Linked DNA regions of Mus musculus: all the other regions are linked to region 4. A link is a contact called in public HiChIP or PLAC-seq and promoter capture Hi-C data. All regions are on one chromosome and are shown on one strand. Each heading gives the region's core, a stretch centred on a gene start, on an enhancer-like site or on the middle of the called end of the contact. The rest is flanking DNA. Distances are from core to core; before and after follow the strand shown. Region 1 holds the start of Bicdl1 (BICD family like cargo adaptor 1). Region 2 holds the start of Sgsm1 (small G protein signaling modulator 1). Region 3 holds the start of 4833439F03Rik (RIKEN cDNA 4833439F03 gene). Region 4 holds the start of Fam222a (family with sequence similarity 222, member A). Region 5 holds the start of Rab35 (RAB35, member RAS oncogene family).

The links. Promoter capture Hi-C pulls out the DNA fragments that hold promoters and counts their contacts. HiChIP or PLAC-seq counts read pairs in DNA pulled down with a chosen protein or histone mark.
Region 1: an HNF4G HiChIP or PLAC-seq map of pancreatic cancer cells shows a contact between it and region 4. The contact joins the promoter of Bicdl1 here to the promoter of Fam222a in region 4. A contact is called at or near these places in 1 of 484 Hi-C or Micro-C datasets (embryonic stem cells) and 1 of 115 datasets of contacts at active chromatin or transcription factors (pancreatic cancer cells).
Region 2: a contact with region 4 is called in a promoter capture Hi-C map of hippocampal neurons, with 2.9 times the contacts expected there. The contact joins the promoter of Sgsm1 here to the promoter of Fam222a in region 4.
Region 3: a contact with region 4 is called in a promoter capture Hi-C map of liver, with 4 times the contacts expected there. The contact joins the promoter of 4833439F03Rik here to the promoter of Fam222a in region 4.
Region 5: a contact with region 4 is called in an HNF4G HiChIP or PLAC-seq map of pancreatic cancer cells. The contact joins the promoter of Rab35 here to the promoter of Fam222a in region 4. A contact is called at or near these places in 1 of 39 promoter capture datasets (pre-B cells), 1 of 484 Hi-C or Micro-C datasets (CD4 T cells) and 1 of 115 datasets of contacts at active chromatin or transcription factors (pancreatic cancer cells).

What each region holds. Positions count from the first base shown.
Region 1 is chr5:115,730,178-115,732,877 of GRCm38.p6, forward strand. It overlaps Bicdl1 (BICD family like cargo adaptor 1), which reads right to left and starts at 1,444. Exons shown (of 9, transcript NM_001080808.2): 1 at 945-1,444. The coding sequence starts at 1,382.
Region 2 is chr5:113,309,374-113,312,073 of GRCm38.p6, forward strand. It overlaps Sgsm1 (small G protein signaling modulator 1), which reads right to left and starts at 1,413. Exons shown (of 25, transcript NM_172718.3): 1 at 1,301-1,413; 2 at 1,175-1,218. The coding sequence starts at 1,319.
Region 3 is chr5:113,136,479-113,139,246 of GRCm38.p6, forward strand. 4833439F03Rik (RIKEN cDNA 4833439F03 gene) reads left to right here and starts at 1,334. Exons shown (of 3, transcript NR_166693.1): 1 at 1,334-1,499; 2 at 1,862-2,292. The region is part of intron 6 of 2900026A02Rik (RIKEN cDNA 2900026A02 gene); the gene reads right to left.
Region 4 is chr5:114,566,942-114,569,641 of GRCm38.p6, forward strand. It overlaps Fam222a (family with sequence similarity 222, member A), which reads left to right and starts at 1,310. Exons shown (of 3, transcript NM_001004180.1): 1 at 1,310-1,483.
Region 5 is chr5:115,630,736-115,633,435 of GRCm38.p6, forward strand. It overlaps Rab35 (RAB35, member RAS oncogene family), which reads left to right and starts at 1,252. Exons shown (of 6, transcript NM_198163.1): 1 at 1,252-1,463. The coding sequence starts at 1,412. 1110006O24Rik (RIKEN cDNA 1110006O24 gene) reads right to left here and starts at 1,081. Exons shown (of 1, transcript NR_027810.1): 1 at 314-1,081.

The sequences.
Region 1 (2,700 bases), core at 194-2,693, 1.2 Mb after region 4:
CACTTTGGAATGGCTATCTTTTTCTAGGTACCCTCAGTTACCATTCAAGACTCTTTCTGCTTAAGAGCAAAATCCCAATAAACACAGTTGTAGACGATGTTGTTGCATGGAATTAACAGAAATATTACTCATTTGAAAACGTACTTAGGATTATTTATTAACTGGGGTGTGTGTGTAGGCCGGAGGACACGTTGCTAGTGACATCCCACATGGGTTCTGAGGAACCAATTGGGGCAAGTGACCTTACCCACTGAACCATTTTGCCAGGAAACGACCCTCCCACAGGGGTGGGTGAGGGGAAATGTTTTTAGTAGTGGTTAAAAGTAACATACATGCTAAGACCCAGGACACAGGAAAGTACTACTGAGACACACATAGCTACTGAAGCCCAAACTAATCACATGATGAGCCCTGCCTTCTCTGATTTCTGCAATGGAACCACATCCCCTAATCCCTAAGCATTTGAAAGCTATATAAAGCTCCTTTCGAGGCACTTGTTCCCCACAACTCTCTGCCAGAAAGTTAAGACAAGGGCATCCAGAGGCCTTAATGCCCGGACTGGAAAGCTCTGGGCTAACACCCTGATTAGAGATTAACTGCTTCTCCGAACACCTGAAGCATATTTTAAATGCTTCTCGATGTTCTCATTTCTGTGTGCAGATATCGCCTTGGTGCTGTATAAATTAGTCATACTGTAAGCTCTATTTTAGACTCTGTGTACAATACATATATAGAACGGCCCACAACGGTGAGAGACGTGCACGGACTCACATCCGAGCTGGGTGGGAAAGGCAGGTGGGCTCAACGAACGCGCTGATGCTGGTGAAAACTATCCCTCCTGCCTCCCCGTTCTCGATGATCTTCTTCGAGGTAGACTAGGCACGGAAACGGGGAGGACAGGCAGGCACCCCAGCTCCCCACCCATGCCGCCGGAAGGTCCTCACCTCTAGCTTGTCCGTCAGCTCCTTGTGCATCTGCTCGTACTGCCGGCTCATGTCCTGGTTCCTCTCGAGCAGCGCCTTGCCTAGTCGGGCCGCCAACACCAGATCCTTCTCCTTCTGGCGGATCACCGACAGCAGCTCGGGATCCTGGGTAGGCGGCGGCGGCAGCGGCGGCCCGTGCCCCTCAACCGGAGACTCCGGCTCCGCCTGAGGATGCTCGCCGGGCTCGGACGACCGCTCCCCGGCCGCCAGCAACGCCAGCTCCTCCTCTAAGGCCAGTTCCAGTTCCCCGGGACCTCCGGGGAAGGAGACGAGGGCGGCAGCAGTGGCGGGACTCCGGACTGCGTCCCCGGCCCCAGCGGGCAGCTCCATGCAGCAGGCGCTGTCCGGCTCGGCGGGTGCTGAAGCTCGGCCGGCCAAGCCCAGGCAGAAGGCGGACATGGCCCGCGCGCGCCGAGCCCGCAGCGGTGCGGCCCGGCCGGCGCGCGCCAGGCTGCAAGGCGGGGGGTGGGGATGGGGATGGCGGGGGAGGGGCCCCGCCGCGCCGCCCCGCGCTTCGCCTCGCCTTGCGCCGCGGCACGCGCCCCCCGGGTCCCCGCGAGCCCTGGGCGCGGCGCGCGCGGGCGGGCAGGCGGGCGGCCCCTCCCCCGCGCCGGCGACACGCGCCCCCGCCCCCGGGGGGCTCAGCTGCTGGCGCGCGCCCGGGACGCGGACGACGGGGGTGGGCAAGAGCGGCAGAAGGGGAGATTGAAGAGGGGTGGCGGGGTGCGGAGCGGGAGGAGAAGCCGCGCTAAGGATCGCCGCCGCGGCCGGGGTTCAGCCGCCCTGTTGCTGCCGCTGCTGCTTCTGCTGCCGCCGTCGCCGCCGCCGCCGGCCGGCCGGCGCCTCACGGGGAGGGCTGCGCTCCGCTGTCGCTGCGTCGCTCGTTGCTGCTGCTGCCGTCGGCCGCTCCTTGCAGCCGCGCTCCATGTCCCCCGGCTCGGCGGCAGCAGCGGCGGCGACGGCGGCTGCTGCTGCTGCAGGGGCCGAGGCGGCGGCTCGACATCGTTGGCCGCACAGCCCCGGAGCAGTCCTTCCTTCTTGCCTGCCCGGCCCCGCAGCTCACCCGGCCGAGGAACCCGCCCGGCTCGCCCGCCGGGCTCGCTCCTCCGCCCGCCCGCCCCGCGCTTCCGGCCGCGCCCCTCTTCCCCGCCCCGGGGGCCGGCGCCTGACGCGCGCGGGCACCTGTTCGCCGCCGCGCCCGCGCGGGATTCGCCGACGCTCCGCTCGCCTCGGCCGCGCCCAGGTGGCGCCCGCCTAACCCGGACGTGGCCTCACGCGACGCGGGGACGGATGCGCGCGCCGCCCGTGGGGAAGCTCAGCGCGTCCTGAAAGGCCGGAGCCTCTCCCTCCCGTGTGTGTGTGTGGGGGGGGGGGGTGGGGACGGCCACGCCCCCGGCCTGGAGCCACGCCCTCAGCCTCGTTCCCAGCTCTAGGTGTGGCCACGCCCCCTGCGCGCTCACCTAAGGGTGCGGCTCTACGTCCACCACTTCTCCGACTCCTCCTCAGCTTGGCGCTCGGCCACGCCCCCTGCCTCGTTTTCGCCGGGGCCACGCCCCCCGCGCTCGCACCTCTGGGTGTGGCCTCCTCCTCCTCCAGACTCCCACGCTCTCACCCCTGATGGCGCTCTGCAGCGGCACGCGTCCTCTTCCTCGCCTCCGCGGCCCCAGCCCGCAGCCTCTCTTCGGTTTGGGGAGCTGGCGGGAGCCCCATTTGGATT
Region 2 (2,700 bases), core at 163-2,662, 1.3 Mb before region 4:
TCTGAGGGACCCCCTTCTATCCATCTTACATATCACCTCGAAGGAAAATTCTAGAATCTGCAGCAATCCACGGAGCTAGTTCTTTAAAAGGAATGTGCTACACACAGAGACACAAACACAGGCACACACCCACGATCCCCAAGAGGAGGAAGGAACCGGGGACAGGTCCGGGCCTCCAACTGCCCAGGTGGCTGCCACCAGGAAGGGAGGCCCTCCTGAGTGACACCCCTAACACACACACGCGCGCGCGCACACACGCACACACACCCCACAGGTATACACACACCTCCATGCTCAGGAAGCAAGGGACAGACTCCAGCCTGGCTCACAGATTCACAGCCAAGCAAGGACTTGGGATAAGAACCCCAGGATGAAGACAAGGCAGCAGGGACGGGAATGGGGGGTGGGGGTGACTGAAGGATAGGGCGGAGCCAAAATGGGAGGGCAATGCCACACCACATACATACTCAATCTTACCCATTCACACAAATACACATTCGTAGACTCGCACAAGCAGACACAATATATAGATCATCCTTAGGTATTTCCAGGCAGGTGCACATACATATATGCACATGTCCTGGGCAACATACATCTACACCACAGGCCCACAGACATCTAAACGTCGCCTCAGCCTTCTAAACTCTCCCAATTCCCACGGCCCTGGGAGGTCACTGGCTGTGAACGCCGAGGTAAGGCTAGGATCTCAGCTGCTTCCTTCATCCCGGGGGAGGCAGGCAGCCACTCCTGTCTGATCCCATGTATCAGTGGAGGGCACCTGCTCTGTGACCCTGGCCCAGGTCACAGGCTCTCCTGCACAAAGTCCCTGGCACCTAGAGGTGGCTCCAAGGACTGAGTATCTGACATGGGTTGGGGGATAGCTTCATGTTCCAAAATTGAACCTGTCCCCTCCCAAAACCTGATCTTCCTCGGGGATATTCCGCATCTCTAATGAGGAGCCCCGCATCACCCTACTCTACCCCCAGCAATGAGAACCTGCCCCTCCGCGAGGTCCCACCTGGACACCTTCCGATCCTACACCCAGAGGGCCCCACGCACTGAAACACCCGTTTTCCAGCGACCCCTCCCCAGCCCCCGCCCTAGTTAGCCATGCACAGCCACCGCCAGCCAGAAGCCCGCGGTGGCCCTGTCACCCTGGGGTGGCCGCCCCTACCTCCTTCTTCACAGTGCGCAGCAGCCTCTGGCGGGTCTCGGCCTCTGCGGGACAAGCAGGGAAGCGCGGTGAGCGGCACCGAGGCCGCGGGGCCTGGCCGCCCTCCCGCTGCCCGCCCGTGCTTACCCGCAGGGACCGAAGCCATGGCTCAAGCTGGTCGGTGCCCGGTTCCCGGACGCGTCCCCGCTCCGCGCCCTGCTGCAGCCGCGAGGGGGCGGGACCGGCAGGGGATGAATGACAGCCCAGGATGTAGACGTCAGAACCTGACATCCCGCCCACCCCACCCACGAAAGCTCAGCGCCGCCTCCTGGACAGCATACAGCAGAGCATCCGCATCCAGCCTCCTCCAGGCGTTAGCGACAGGCCTTGCCAAGTTGCCTAGGGTGACCTAAGATGCGGAACCGTGCTCCACATCCCGTGTGTCCATCCACGCGTATTTAGAAACGAGGCAAAGCCAGGCACGGGGCACACTCCTATCGACTCCTCAGTGGGGAGACTGAGGCAGGGGACTCAACCTGGGCGACATAGCCAGGCCCTGCCGCCACAATAAAACTAGACTCATCCTGTATAAAGTGGGTATAAGTTCTAGAATGAGCTGATGATCAAGCGAGATATTTGATGTGTAATTCTCATCATAGACAAGACAAAAAAAACAAAACAAAACAAAACAAAACAAAAAAAGGGCCAGCTTTCATACGGGGTAGCTGCTGCTGTTTCATATACCCCCTTCCTCCGTCCCCTCCTCCCCTTCCCTTCCCCCTCCCCCTCTTCCTCCTCTTTTTACTCCTCCTCCTCTCTTCTCCCTTTCTCCCTTTTCAGACTAATCAGATACACTGACTCCCCATCTGGAAGAAGCCTGCCTCTTCTTCACTTGCTGCTCCCCCTATACTGGGAACCAGGGTTCAGCCAGGATCTCTCAGTCCCAGGGTTGGGAGTTTGAAGCAAAGGAGATGGACACATTGCCGCAGCACTCAGATGGTAGACAGTAAACCATCTGAGCAAGTGATAGAGGGTTGGAAGGTTCTAGAGGGACGTGGAGTCGATGCAGGGGAGATACCAGTGACCGGGGCTGTCTTGTGGAACAAGGGGCATCTTGCTGAGTTTTCTTTCTGAGCAAGAAGGGAAAGGAGGAGGCTGGGGAATGCTTGGGGAAGAGGAATCCATACAGTTCAGCGGTTAAGAGAACTGAGTGCTCTTCCAGAGGTCTTGAGTTCAAATCCCAGCAACCACATGGTGGCTCACAACCATCTGTAATGAGATCTGATGACCTCTTCTGGTGTGTGTGTGTGTGTATACCAGAACCCCTCTTGTGTGTGGCAGTGGTGTCTCTGTCACGATACCCCCCCCCACTCTCTCCTCCCCCACTCTCTCCAGTGAGGTGTGCTTAGTGTCTCCAGGATGCCACAGAATGAGAAATAAGGACTTGACAAATATAATTGAGGACTTACTACATCCGGAGCTCTGGTTGCATAAACTTACCGAGCCTCCAGCCCCCCCCCCCCCCCCCATGAGCCTCACACACAAAG
Region 3 (2,768 bases), core at 84-2,583, 1.4 Mb before region 4:
ATCCAAAGTCACACAGCCCAAGAAGAGCTAGGGCAGAGGTCAGGGAACAGAGCTAGTGTTCCTGGAGAGGATTCTGGGGAACGGGGCAGGAGGAGACAGACAAGCTGACACAGAACGAGCTCTTCCTTCGCGGAGAATGGGCGAGCACTCAAGACCCAAAGGAGTGCAGACTCCCACACAAGGAGTCACCCCTGATCAGCCTCACAGCATGGCTTCTGGCCTGGGTGAGCCCCTGCCTAGTGGCTCAGTGGCTGTGTGCGCCCTGCTGAGTCCCCTGGTCTCTGCGGACAGCTGCATTCCCCTGCCCAACACTGTCTCATAACCACACTGGCTCTGGGGACAAAAAGGGATAACTGAACCCATGTCTGGCCTCGAACGCCCCTGAAAACTGGGACAACTCAGCCCAGGGCAGAGGCCAGCTATCTGAAGACATTGGGCACTGCAACTAAGCTTCGTTCTGGTTGGTGACGTTAGTGTCCCCGAAGTCATTAGAGGTCCCAGAAACCATCTGCCAAGAGTTGGGCAGGGAAGTGTTCTTCCTGCTTCTCTCTCCCAGCCAGACTTCCCGCACCTTGCTGCGCATGCCCACGAGGTCACCGTTCTGTCTCCAGACCCGCCTCATATCACTCCAGATTACACTCACTGGCTATGATTACCCTGGTCTCACAGCATAGAACCCAATAGCTGGGCCTGGGCGCTCCACAATGGCCGGGCTCTTCACACAAGTCCAAGCTCCCAGGCTGGCAGGACCTGCCATCACCTTCCACCCAGTCCCCTACAGCTCCTCCCCTCGGAAGTCACTCAGTGTCTCACTTTTGAACAGTGGCAACCAGGCAACCGCCTTAAATCAGCACACAGGCAATGAGACCACTTGGTCACCCTGGGAGGGCAAGAGGAGATAGAGCAGGTGTCAAGTAAGCTTCCCTAAAAATAGAGATGCCGGCATGCCGTGGGGACAGCAGTGCCCCCCCAACCCCCACACAGCCCTGCTCACAGACAAGGAGCCCGGAGTCCGTTCCCCACCAGCTTCAAGCAGTGGGTGCTGCACCTGCAGAGCAGCCAACCCAGCCTACATCCCCCTCAGTATCCCAAGGCCATCATCACTGATAGGAAAAGTCCTCCCCTGAGGCTTCTACGAGTTGGCCCCCTCTCAGGAGTCCGAGGGAAGGGACCTTCCCAGGGTTGCCCTGCTATTTTAAACCACACACATCTATCCCCAAGCTTACAAGATCAGGGGCCTCAGAGTCTGGCTGTCTCTTCCGGAGGGATGAGAACCTCTGTTGGCTGCGTGCGGAGAAGCGGCGGAAGGACTCTCGGCTCCGAGAGGCCAGGTGTCTGAAGGAGGAGGTGCGCTTGAACGGGGTGCGAGCGGCGGACTCCCCGCTCCGCTCGGTGCCCACCGTGGCCGTCACCAAGTGCAGAGCCTCCTGGAAGGACCGCCTCACCGTGCCAACCCACTGAGTCATGTGTGTCTGGGCCACTGAAAGCTTGTCGCCCAGGTACTCCATAGGGCCAGCCTGGAGGAGGGGGCAGGCGGAGGCAGTTAGGAGGCCGACACTGCCAGGGTCCTGGTCCTTCTGTCGGTGACCGTCCTTGGGGAGAAGTTCTGGGCTCCGATGGGAAGCCCGGCAGAGAACATCAGCGCAAGTAAAGTAAACATCGCCCGACAGGCATCCGTGCGGGTCACGAAACAGGGACGGGACGGGTCAGCAGGGGGTCACCAGCAGGAGCCTAGAGTCAACCAACCAGGTCGTCCAGTTCTAGTCCCTGGGGCCAACCCTGATGAAGTCAAGGGGCAGGTGGCTGTGAAGAACTGGGCGAGGGGGCTGGCACCCCCAACTCACTTCCTCCGTCCATGCAGGGAGAACTCCCATGCACACCTGGGAGCCACCGCCCACCGCCGCCGGCCAGCTCTCTCTCCAGGCTCTTCTCGTCTGAACTAGGCAGATCTCCAGTCCTCAGGCTGGAGACTCCAAACCCGAAGCCGACTGAACCTGCCGCCCAGCAGGCAGCGCGCTCACTTCCGGAGAGGCAGCCACCCAGCCCGGGTCCCCTGGCCCGGCAGCCCGGAATGACATCAGCCCCCTGTCTTGGCGAGGGGTGCACAGCCCAGGAATGCAGGAGGGGCCTCGGGAGGTGGCCGCCCAGGGAGCTGGCGTCAGCCCCAGTTTTTTTTTTTTTGTTTTGTTTTTTTTTCTCCCCCTAAGTCTCAACTCGCTCGCTCGCTGTCCCTCGGGGACTTCATGTGCCAGACTGCTTACCCACCCCAGGCAGCACCGTGCAGGAACGCGGGTGAGTGCGCGCGTGTGGGGGCATGTACGTGGGAGGCGGCTGCCCCGGGGAGGTGGAGGGGCCGCTGCCGCACGAGCCTCCAGGGCTTCAGGTGAAGTCTGAGGACCTGTGGCTGGCTGTCAGTCTGTCTCCCTCTCCCGGCAGCGGCAGCGCCCTTCGGCTTCCATCTCCTTGCGGAGCTAAGCAGCTAAGCCTCCCCCACCAAGCTCCTTCCCCCTCTTATCCGCTCAGCAGTCCCTGCTGCCTCTCCTCGAGGATGGAGGACGCAGGTGACCTGCCCTGAGCTTCCCTCAAGGGTGGGTCTGGGGCTGAGGTGCCTGCATTTTGGTACAAGCAGGGTTGCCATGGCAACTTGGGGGCACAGCATCTGCCCCCTTTCCTAGGCTGGGCACAAGGAGCCATAAGGATGATTCATATGAACGAGTATCACATGAGCTCACTGTGCTTAACCCTTAAGGGCTGGAGCTTGTGGGGGC
Region 4 (2,700 bases), core at 60-2,559:
GGTGTCACCCCAACCTATTTTTACTATCTTTAACACACTCCTCATAGGGCCTGTTCCAAGAGTAAACGGAATAATGCATAGTACCTACCCTCAAACAGGTACTCAGTGAATAGGATTACCTGCTTTCAACCCTTTAGGTCTTCGACAAAGGGACTACAACAACCAGCATGCCTTGCCCTTCCAATCGGGACTCCTTCGCCTGTTTTAGGCTCGCAGCAAGCCGGGAGTTGTAGTCCTCTAGGAGCAGGACCCGCCTCATCCCCGCTTGGGGAAAAAGGTTGGAGAGCCGCCCTGCCGGCCTTTGAATTTTGCCGCGAAAAGCGCGCGTGGCGGCCCCCAGCCCCGCCTCGCGGAGGACGCGGCGCCGCGTCACCGTGGTAACCGCCTCTCGGCTGCAGCTGATTGGGCCGTAACGCGGGGGGCGGACCGGGGGTGAGACGCAGCGGCAGGAGCGGGCGCCCGCGCCTGTCAGTCGTGCCGGAGCGGAGCAGCGGGCAGCATTGCCGGGCCGGCAGCTCTGCGAAGAGGCTGCGCGCGCCGGCCAGGCCGGGCGAAGAGCCGGGCCCGAGGCTAGGCGAGGGTGCTGGGCAGCGCGAGGTTGCGGCTCCGGGAGCCCCGCGAACCGTCCCGGGCCACGGGCACGGGAGAGACCTGTGCGCCGACCGCTGCTGCGGCGCTCGAGCACCATACCGGGTGCACGGCTCTCCATCCCCGAGTCTGCCCTGCGCCTGCTGGATCTGCTGGTCCTCAGCGCCAAGGCCCGCGAGGCTACATCCCAGTCTCTGCCGCTCGCTGCGGCTGCCACTGCCGCTGCTCGCCGGCTTCCCCTCCCCCCACACCCGGAGCTCGGAGCAGGAGGAGGAGGGGCCGGCTCATTCTCGGCGCTGCTCTCTGCAACCTGCGGGGGCCGGTGCACGCCGGGCGAGGAGCCCGGGCCGCTGCAGGTGCGTGCAACCCTCCGAGGAGACGGACTCTCCACCTCTGAGCAAAGCCGGGAGCTGCAAGCCGAGGGCGGGAGGGCAAGCGAGAGGAAGCAACAAAGACAGGCTGCAGCTGGGGCTGGCGAGAGGGGCCGCGGCCGCCGGCCTCCCAGCGCGGACGGAGAGGGCGCCCTGGGAGAGGCGCGGGCAGAGCTGCAGCGGTGAGCCGGGCCCCGAAGGGAGGCGCAGCGCCTCCCGCCGGACGTATGGAGCACAGTCTCCTGCGAGGATGCGCCGCCTGAGCGCGCGAGCGGCCGGGGTCCCAGGCGGACGCGACGGGTACTGAGAGGGGGGAAAAAAAAACCTTTTTCCGACTTCGGACGGCGCTTCCGGACGCAGGGATCGCCCTCACCGACGGCTCCCCTTTCCATACGAAGAAAGACATCGGCCCCCTAAGGGGGCCTTTCTCCAGCAATCTTTATCACCCCTGCATGGCCGCAACCCGCAGATCGGAGCGTCGTGGCCTCTGAGATTTGGTGCCCTTCGTCCGACTGCCTGATACGGTGAGTTGCGGGGTGCAGAATTTTGGGTTTGAGCTGGGGACAGCTCCTCGCAACCTGGCAACCTGGACTGGCCCTAAAAGGGCCCTAGGTTGTTGGGTGCCCAGAGACAGCAATGCTACTTGTCCACCCTTGTCCTGCCCACACAACTTATTTGGACTGGCTGGAGTGGAGATTGTGGACCCTCGTGGGTATTCTACTGACATCGGTATTTGTCAGAGGAAAGGCACCCCACCCATGAAGCTAACAAAGGTGGTGGCCCTGTCCTCTGGAGATTCTTAGGGAATCTTGTACTTTTGTAAAGATTGATTGGGGGCAGCCAGGGTTGGCCAGCATGGAGGGGGTCTACAAAACCACCTTTGGGATCTTAAAGAGACAGAGCTCAGAGACAGGGAGTCCCAAAACTTCATGTCTGAGGATGGTGTCTTTCCAGGCAAGACATTTGTGTGTCTATTGTTACAAATAACTCACAAAGACAGCATGTTCCAATGGGCTGCATGTGACATCACTGCCCGACCTTTGATGTCACCAGAATTGTGACAACACAGCTGGCTTTGAGTGGAGCCAGAATGGCCAAGGCCGAATGCCTTGGTGTAGTAGAAGGTGAAGGCCAACTCCCTGTCCTCCCCGGCCGCAATCTTATGACCTAAATCCCCACTCGAGGTGGGGGAGGGAGGCAGGCAGTGCCAGCTGTCCCTGCCCCTGAGGACAGGTGTTCAGAACTCTGCCTATGTCTCCTGCAGTGTCTGGAGTCTCCCAGACTCCCAAACAGAGCAACCTCTTACTTTTAAGCAGGATGCTTAAAAGGAGGTCCCCATGAACCCTACCATGTACCCAGCCAGCAACTGGAGTTCCCAGGGTCCCCAGAAAAATGTGGGCTTCAGCCTTCAAACAGGCTTCTCTTGAAAAGGTGAATGTCCTGCCTGAGCCAGAGAGAGAGGGGAGCCAGGACCTTCCTGGTGTGTGTGTGTGTGTCTGTCTGTCTGTCTGTCTGTCTGTCTGTGTAAGTTCAGGGAACTCCCCTGCTCTTCAAGGTAAGGGGCCATGGTCCAGCTGGGACTCCTGCCTTAGCTGTTCCCCTTCTGTCATTTAAGATGACTTTGACAAGCAGTGTAATAGATGCTCATTAAGCAAATACCAGGCCAGGGGGGATAGGTGGAGATGCTGAGAGCCCTCCTCTCCCCACCGAACTCTGGCAGCAGCCCTGTACAGTATGGAGC
Region 5 (2,700 bases), core at 2-2,501, 1.1 Mb after region 4:
TAAAGAGTTCAAGCAAGGCCTAGATCAGACACTGTGTGTGCTGTTCAAGGACCTGCAGTACCTTGAATAACAAGAAAATTATGAACTGCATAAATCTACCAGCAGCGGAATTGTTAAGGAATAGTACAACCATCAGATGGGGGTACCACGTGGTGACGAGGCAGTTAAATGATTGATGGCGGCATACCGGTGAACTGCGAGAGGCACATGGGTGCTTAGATACTCTGAAATGTATGGGAAAACATGTATCCATTAGACTAGTAAGTGTTTCATGCTGTCCAAGAAACTTTAAAGGAAAACTAATGTCAACTTTGAATTCAGTAAGCGTCTGTATTTTGTTGTTGTTTTGTTTTAAACACTAGCACTGCTTCTTACGGGGAAAGATTAGGAGTGGGCAGTATCCCCAACAGGTGCTTGGCTGGAAAGCACTGGAGGGCAAGAAGAAGCAGGGACAAAGAGGCTGGGGGTGGAGCTCAGCTCGAAAAGCGTCTGCCTAGCATCTGCGAAGCCATGGGTTCGAGTCTCAGCACCACATTAAAACAGGACTCAGGAGGTACAGGTGGGATCAGAAGTATATGGTTATCCTCGGCTACTCGAGAGAGTCAGGAAGCCACCCTGGGATACTTGAGAACTTGTCTGGAAAAAGTAAAAAACCACAGGGATGGGGCAATCCCTGCAGACCTGCAGGGAGGATGGCGATGGCAGCGACAGCTCTCGGGGACGGGCAGGTGGGCTTCCGCTCCAACTGGAAAAAAACGTGGGGCTGGCTCCGCGCTGCGTCCGGAAAACTGAGGCAGAAGGAGCAGAAGCGCTGGCGAGCAGGGTGCATACGCCCCACGGATCCCAATCCGGAACCGCTACCCGTTCCGCCAGGGGGTCGGGCGTCCGGGATCGTGGTGCTCGGGGGACGACTTCCTCCCCAGCGCTGACCTCCAGGCTTCAGCCCTGCGGCCGGTTGTCACCTCTCTTCCGTCGGGCCCTGCTAAACGGTTCGGTTCTCCCGGGGATCCGCAGCGACGGCGCTCGCTCGCTCGCTCGCTCGCTAGCTCACTCGGACCTCGGCCGGCGAGCGTAGCGCACTGCGCGTGCGCGGAGAGGGCGCGGCTGGCCGGGGCTGCGGCTGCGCAGAGGCGGTTCCAGCCCCCGCGCCTGCGCAGTGGCGGGGCGGGGCGGGAAGGAGGGAGGCGGCGGCACCGGCGGCGGCTGCTGAGGAGGAGGAGGAGGAGGCGGAGGTGGGGGAGCGGAGGGAGGTGTTTCTGTCAGTTCCGGCTGTTTGTTCGGGAAGTGGATCCGCCGCTGCCGGAGCAGCCGGGAGGGAGCTGCGGATCGCGAGGCCAGGACCGACCCCGCCCGCCCAGCTCGCCTGCCCGCCCGCGCGCGCGCGCCCGCCCGCCCGCCGCCCCCGCCCGCCATGGCCCGGGACTACGACCACCTCTTCAAGCTGCTCATCATCGGCGACAGCGGTGAGGGCCGCAGGGGCCGGAGGCGGTGTGGGCCCTGCCGGGCGCGGCCCGCGGGGGCCTCGGGGCGGGCGGGCGAGCGGGGCGGGCGGGCGAGCGAGCGAGGAGGCGCGGCCCGCGCGGGGCGGGAGGCGCGGAGCTCGGCGGGGTCGCAGGCCCCGGGGGGGCCGCAGCGAGGGGACTCCGGGGTGGCTCCTCGGCGGGGCGGGGGGCACCGAGGGCGCGGGATGCACGCACGGCCCCGGCGCTCGTTCCTGCCTCACGTGTGACCTTGGTCAAGTCGCGCGATCGCTGGAGTTGGAGAGAGCCGGGTTCGAGTCCCGGGGAGGCAAGCTTTTGCCGCTCTGTGACCTTGGGCGAGTTGTCTCGCCTCCCTTGAGCCTCAGTTCCTGCATCTGAGAAGTGGGGACTTGTTAAGCTGAGCGGTGGGATGATTCGGTGAGCTGAAAGTAGGGAAAAGCGCCTGACCCGGCATAAAGTAACCTCTAAGTAACTCACAGTGTTAGCAGCATGAGTCGCCCTGTGAAGACTCAGCGCTCCGTGAAATGGGGGTATTTCCAGGACCCGTCTCCGGGTTGCCGTGCGCTTGGATGAGGTGCGGCAGGTACAGCCATGAGCGCATTCCTTTAGAATTGTTACTAAGTCTCAGCAAGGTTCAGTTCTCATCTGTGGAATGGGAGTGGTAGATTTGCCTGCCAAGGCTGATGTGAGCACACACTTAATGAGGGGACTAGTGTTTGGCACACAGTAGGTGGACAGTGTTTGCTGTTCTCTTACCCGGGTGCTTCATTCAATATTTTAAGTGCTTTGTGTACACAAACACACACACACCACACACCTTTCAGTACCGCGCCATCTCTGATTCATAGATCAGCTTCTGGTACCCAGTGCTTAAATGCATTTGGTCAGTGAATGAGAGTCACACTGGTTTCTGGCCAAGGATGAAGCATTTTAGAGGTGTTTGGAGTATGGCAGGTGACCAGGTCCTGTGGGGTGATGGTGAGTTCAGGGAGGCAGGCCCAGGATGTTTAGGGGAGCTTAGCTGAGGTGCCAGGAATATGTGATGTTTTAGGAAGGAGGCTGGCGAGCAGCTAAGTTTATAGATCAGACTGGAGTGTGGGATAGAGAGGGTCATGTGACTTGAGACAGCCAAGTTGGTGGTAGAGCCTGTGTATTGTCAAGGAACTAGAGCTCCGTGTCCCCCCTGAGACTCAGGATATAGGCTTGTTGGCTGACGCTG